Regions from separate parts of the Pan troglodytes genome. Here region 1 is linked to region 2. A link is a contact called in public Hi-C data. All regions are on one chromosome and are shown on one strand. The core of a region is the stretch at or near the end of the contact, and the rest is flanking DNA. Distances in the headings are between cores, read along the strand shown.

Region 1 (3,284 bases), core at 166-2,665, 140 kb before region 2:
GAGCATCCCGGGAGGTGCCAGGCCCAATAGTGCTCTGGGAAGGACAGGGCCCTGGGCTGTTGTGGGAGGCGGCAGATCCTGGTACTCACATCCTCCTCCTTGGGGAGGGCCTGATGGTTGGCTGAGGCCTGGGTGGAGAGCAGAGGGTTGGTTCTGACAGGGTTGGGCTGGCCAGAGCTGGTGCTGGGGCTGCTGCTGGGGGCCTGTGCCTCTCTGCCGTGGGGTGCCTGGGGCTGTGACCTCATGCTGTGTGGCCTGCAGGGCAAGTGACACGGATCTGGGCAGCCAGGGCGGCAGGATCGGACTGGACCCCTTGGCAGGGCCGCTGTTGAGACAGCCCAGGGGAAAGGGTGCAGGGGTCTGGACACTCCAGTGGCCTTGCTCTCGGGCTGGCCTGGGCAGCGGAGGGAAGGAGAACCCTTCTCTGATACTAGATGGTGCCTGGGAGAAATCAAGGCAGAGGGTCCTAGCCGGTGGGCTCTTTGGAGGTTGTGGCTCCTGTCCGGGTGAGAGCTACCATATATTGGGGCCTAACGTGTTCCCTGGCGCTGTGAGTCCAGGCTGCCTTGGGACTCAGGAGGGTGGAGCCCACCCCACCTTCCAAGGGCCCTGGCCATCCCTGCCTGCCGACCACCCCACTCCTGGGAGCCTGCTTCCCTCACGGCGGCGGGCAGGCCGTGGCGGTCCCCACGAGGGCCTCCTGTCCAGGGCCGGCTGGGCAGGGAGCCCCGAGGCCTGCAGCCCCCTGACTGCCCTCCGATGTACTGACGGCAGAAAAGGGCTGCGCCCCACGTGCGCCCGTCGGGGCGCGCAGTCCGCCCAGTGCTCCCCACGGCCGCGGCCATTCCAAGGACCTGCAACGGCGCCTCTCCCACTCCGCTCTCTGGGAAGCCAAAGCCTCCCGGGCTCCGCTTCCGCACCGCCCCTCGGGAAGACGGCGCGACCGCGCCCCCGGCACGCCCCGCCCCCGGCAGGCACTGACCACGCCCTCTCCTGCCCATGCAGAGACCCCGCCCCATGTTTCTCACCTCGTCTTCTCGCTTCCGGCCCCGCCCCGCGCCGGAGGCCCCGCCTCACGCTCTTTACCTCTTCTGCTCGAGGCGGGCCCCGCCTTACTCCCTGGTCCCCGCCCCACGCCCGAGGCCCCGCCCCGAGCTCTTCACCTCTTCTTCTCGCTTCCGGCCCCGCCCACGCCCCGGCCCCGCCCCGTTCTCCTCACCTGTCCCCTCGCTGTCGGCCCAGCCCCACGCTCCTCACTTTATCCTCGCGCTTTCAGCCCCGCCCCGCGCCTGAAGCCCCGCCCCACACCCTTTACCTCGTCCCCGCGCTGCCGGCCCCGCCCCGTGTTGAGGCCCCGCCCCGCGCTCTCACCTCGTCCCCGCGCCCCGGCCCCGCCCCCGCACTTCCGGACGCCGCCGGCGGGGGCGCTCGGGCCTGGGCTTCGGCGCTCTGGCTCGGGAGGCGATCGTGGCCGCTGCCGCCGCCAGAGCCGGCCGGAGTCGGCCCGGAGCCGCGTCCACGCGGAGCGGGCGGGTGGGAGCTGGCGGCTGGGCCCCTGCGGCGCCCCCGCGGCCTGCCCCGCGTCCGCCTCCGGGCCGCCGAGCCGCAGCCGCCGAGATGGGGGCCGCCCCGGGCCGCGCCCCCGCCGGGTCCCGCCCGCCGTGCTGCCGCTGAGCGCATGGGCCGGGCCGCGCCGCGCCGCTCCGGGAGCCGGGCCCGGGGTCCCGCCACCACCGCGCGCGGGTGAGTAGGGCCGGGTTCCGGGGCGGGCTAGGCCGCGGTAGGCCGGGCGGGCGGGACCCGGAAGCGGCGGGGGGCGCGGGTGGCTGACGCGCGTGGGACCGAGGGGGTGGGCGCGCGGGGAGCTGGGGCCGGGGTGTCCCTGGGCAGCGGGACTGGCGGCGCGGTGGCCGCTTGGAGGTCCGAGGCCTCGGGCGCGTCTCGGGGCACGGAGCAGCTGCAGGGGCCGCGCATCGCGTGCGGGGGCCCGGGAGAGCCGGGCCTGGAGCCCTCCCCGCCGCCCAGAAGTCGGCAGGAGTCCGGCTGCCCCGGAGGAGGACACTCCCGCCCGCCCTCGCCGAGGCCGCATGCCGGGTCCGGGTCGGGGTTCGGCCTGGGTAGCCGCGTGCTCCGGCGTCCGTACCCTCCAGGTTGATGCCTTGCTGCCCAAACACTGGTCTTTCTCTTGGGTGTGGTTCTTAGATTCTACCCCCGCCCCGCACTTTGGAATTTAGCCCCCCGTGAAACCAGAGCTGCACTGCCCGAGCAGTGAAACTTTCAGCTTGGCATTGAAGAAAGTAGAGAAAAACATGTCAGTTTTCTGGGGATTTTTCTCAGCCCATCTATAAGATTTTTTTTTTTTTTTTTGTAGAGATGGGGTGTCACTATATTGCCCAGCAGGTGTTGAATTCTTGGCCTCAAGCGATCCACCTGCCTCAGCCTTCCAAGGTGTTGGGACTACAGGGGTGACCACCGTCCTCCTCTAAGATAATTTTTTTTTTTTTTTTTTTTTTTTGAGACGGAGTCTCGCACTGTAGCCCAGGCTGGAGTGCAGTGGCGCTATCTTGGCTCACTGCAACCTCCGCCTCCCGGGTTCAAGCAGTTTTCCTGCCTCAGCCGCCTGAGTAGCTGGGATAACAGGCATGCGCCACCACATCCGGCTAATTTTTGTATTTTTAGTAGAGACAGGGTTTCACCATGTTGACCATGCTGGCCTGGAACTCCTGACCTCAGGTGATCCGCCCACCTTGGCCTACCAAAGTGTTGGGAATGAGCCACCGCGCCTGGCCCCTTCTAAGATAATTTGTAAAGCGTTCTTATTGTGCATGTCAGCCCCTTGTTTTTGCTCACACTTCTGTTCTCTGCTTCTTCAGGAAGAATCTCAAGCTTACTTGGATCCACAGGCCCTGTTTTGGAGAAAACACAGTCTAAACCGGCTACCCGAGATACTCAGCAATAGCTCGGTTTCAGTTTTTTTTTTTTTTTTTTGAGACAGAGTTTTGCTCTTGTTGCCCAGGCTGGAGTGCAATGGTGTGATCTCCGCTCACTGCATCCTCCGCCTCCCAGGTTCAAGCGATTCTCCTGCCTCAGCCTCCCAAGTAGCTGGGATTATAGGCATGCGCCACCAAGCCTGACTAATTTTATATTTTTAGTAGAGATGGGGTTTCTGTATGTGGGTCAGGATGGTCTTGAACTCCCGACCTCAGGTGATCCGCCCACCTCGGCCTCCCAAAGTGCTGGGATTACAGGCGTGAGCCACCTCACCTGGCTTTGGTTTCAGTTTT
Region 2 (2,935 bases), core at 424-2,923:
CGGCGGGGGCGGCGAAGAAACCTGCAACTTCTCAGGGTCGGCCATGGGGAAGGGCTGTCACCGCGGAATCCGACCCGAGCAGCCCAACGGACACCCTATTTATTTATTTTAAATAGAGAGCAGGGGCCTGGCGTTCTGGCTCACAGCTGTAATCCCAGGACTTTGGGAGGCTGAGATGGGCGGATCACCTGAGGTTAGGAGTTTAAGACCAGCCTGGCCAACATGGCGAAACCCCGTCTCTGCAAAAGTACAAAAAAAAAGTTAGTCGGGAATGATGGTGGGTGCCTGTAATCCCAGCTACTGGGGAGACTGAGGCAGGAGAATCGCGTGAACCCAGGAGTCAGAGGATGCAGGAAGCCGAGATCGCGCCACTGCACTCCAGGCTGGGCGACAGAAGGAGACTCCGTCTCAAAAATAAATAAAATACAGCAGGGCGCGGTGGCTCACGCCTGTAATCTCAGCACTTTGGGAGGCCGAGGCAGGCAGATCACAAGGTCAGAAGTTCAAGACCAGCCTGGCCAATACGGTACAACACCGTGTCTACCGAAAATACAAAAATCAGCTGGGCATGGTGGCTGGCTACTTGAGGTCAAGACTTTGAGACCAGCCTGGCCAGCATGGTGAAACCCCGTCTCTACTTAACATTCAAAAATTAGCCGGAGGGGGTGGCGGGCGCCTGAAATTCCAGCTACTGGGGAGACTGAGGCAGGAGAATCGCTTCAACCCGGGAGGCTGAGCTTACAGTGAGCCGAGATCGCGCCACAGCATTCCAGCCTGGGTGACAGAGCAAGACTCCGTCTCAAAAATAAATAAATAAATAAACAAATAAAAAATAAAGACCAGGCGTGGTGGCTCATGCCTGTAATCCCAGCACTTTGGGAGGTTGAGGCAGGAGAATCGCTTGAACCCAGGAGGCGGAGGTTGCGGAGAGCCAAGATCGCGCCATTGCACTCTAGCCTGGGCGAAACTCTGTCTCAAAAATAAATAAATAAATAATAGAGGTTTAATATAATAGAAGTATATGCCAGACTATGCACACATAAGTGCATGCTATAATTCTATTATCACATAAAATAATTGCTTACATATGCCTTTTTTTTAGTCCCTGGGACAGTAGACCATGAGCTCACAGAAGGACGACCACGAGGTTGTAATCATAGAACCTAATATTAATGCCATGACTGATGGCCAAACGTGGTGGTTCACACCAGTAATCCCAATACTTTGTCGGGCTGAGGCGGGAGGATAAGGAGCCGGGGAGGTCGAGGCTGCAGTGAGCGGTAATCGCGCCACTGCATTCCAGCCTGGGCGACGGAGCAAGACCCTCGCTCTAAATAAATAAATAAATAAATAAAATTCCATGCTTTATTTAACTTTCACAAAAATCATATGAGGGGCACCTTTAGAACCCTCATTTCACAGATTTAAAAAAACGAGCGTCGGGGAGCTAAATAATATGCTCACGGTTTCATGGCTAGCTTAGAAAAAGCACGGATTCATCTTGTTTTTGATTGACTGTATTTCATTTTATTGTAGTTTACCCTCCGTAGAGACTCGTTTGAGGTCCTGGGGGTCTAGAGGAAAATCAGGGTTGGGATTTTGGTTCCGCCGTTGGACAACTTGGCGACCACTCAGAGCCTCAGCCTCCCTAAGCACCCACCCCAGAAACTACATTTCCCAGCAGGGCGTGCGCCGGCGCCGTCGTACTTCCTCCCGGCGTCCCCCGCGGCGGGAAAGAGCCGAGTGGGCTCGAGGCCGACGCGACCATCGTTTGTCGACGCCGCTGCCACCGCCTGCCTGAGAGAAGTCGTCGCGGCCGACCCCGTCGCCTCCGCCGGCTACCATGTCCGCCCAGGCGCAGATGCGGGCCCTGCTGGACCAGCTCATGGGCACGGCTCGGGACGGTGAGTCAGAGCGGCCAACCAGGCGAGGGTCTGGGGTGGGAGTGAGGCGAGGCCGCCGGGCGGCCTGAGGCGGGGGCCGCCATCGTCTGCGCCTGCGCCTGCGCGGGGCATCGCTCCTCCTCCCCCGCGCGCCGACCGCAGGCGCCGGGCCTTTGTCTAAGCCGGTTCGTCTCTGAGGCGGCCGTGGGTCCAGGTCGGGCTCCTCTCTCGGAGTCTGCGCCATGGATGGGGCTTCAGCCTCCTTCCTATGTACCGTCCTGCTACTTCCTCCCCGGCGGGCGCCGCGGCTCCGTGCCCCTCCGCGAACTGTGGAGTCGGCGGAGGGCTGGAATCAGCGTGGGCTCCAGGTCGCTGGCAGCCGGGTGGCAGAACTCTTCCGAGGCTCCTTGGGAAGAAGCTACACCCGAGGGAGCCGGATGGGCCTCGAAAACCTGGCCCGCTCTGGTTCTGTACCATTGCAAGGGGAGCCGTAAACTGAGCTTTTCTAACGTGGGTTTCTGCCAAGTACTTTTCCAGCTGCCCCCTTCCCCCCAGCACACAGGAGAGCCTCTGTGTAGCCAGCGCTTGACAGTCGTTAGGTAGGTTGTACTGTGTAGGGAGGAGCTCAAGATCATGATGGTTGTCACAGGAGAAAGCGGTTGCATCTTTGCAAAACTATATACCTGCTGTGGTTTGTGTTTTCTTTTCTGCTGAGTAATGAAGTTGTAAGTTCACACTGGCACATTCTCAGGGCTGTGCAGATTATTTGCACTTTATTTCATAGGTGAATAAGTGCTTTTTAGCTTTCTTTGTATATTGAGTTGCTTTTGAATTGCTTCCCATATTTTTATTTCATACAAACTGAACAATTGTGGCCCCTCTATTTTATTTATAAAGGTTCAGTGTATCTTTGCCTGCCTACATCAATCTGCAAGGGAGTTGCAGAAAGCCTCATGTTCATCGAGCCGTGAGTCACAACCAATTTCTAAGCTGTTATAACAAAAAAGTGTTTGCTTTTTTTCACAAGTAACTTTAAAAGTGTAGTTTAGAAA

The links. A called contact is a pair of places that touch in the nucleus more often than the background predicts.
Region 1: a Hi-C map of stem cell-derived neural progenitor cells shows a contact between it and region 2, with 3 times the contacts expected there. The contact joins the promoter of AXIN1 here to the promoter of LUC7L in region 2. A contact is called at or near these places in 1 of 7 Hi-C or Micro-C datasets (stem cell-derived neural progenitor cells), 1 of 1 datasets of contacts at active chromatin or transcription factors (stem cell-derived excitatory neurons) and 1 of 1 other capture datasets (stem cell-derived neural stem cells).

What each region holds. Positions count from the first base shown.
Region 1 is chr18:2,697,898-2,701,181 of NHGRI_mPanTro3-v2.0_pri, reverse strand. It overlaps AXIN1 (axin 1), which reads left to right and starts at 1,415. Exons shown (of 12, transcript XM_024349594.3): 1 at 1,415-1,743.
Region 2 is chr18:2,563,103-2,566,037 of NHGRI_mPanTro3-v2.0_pri, reverse strand. It overlaps LUC7L (LUC7 like), which reads left to right and starts at 1,673. Exons shown (of 10, transcript XM_523246.8): 1 at 1,673-1,904. The coding sequence starts at 1,844. LOC100608743 (renal cancer differentiation gene 1 protein-like) reads right to left here and starts at 51. Exons shown (of 1, transcript XM_054668108.1): 1 at 1-51. The coding sequence starts at 45.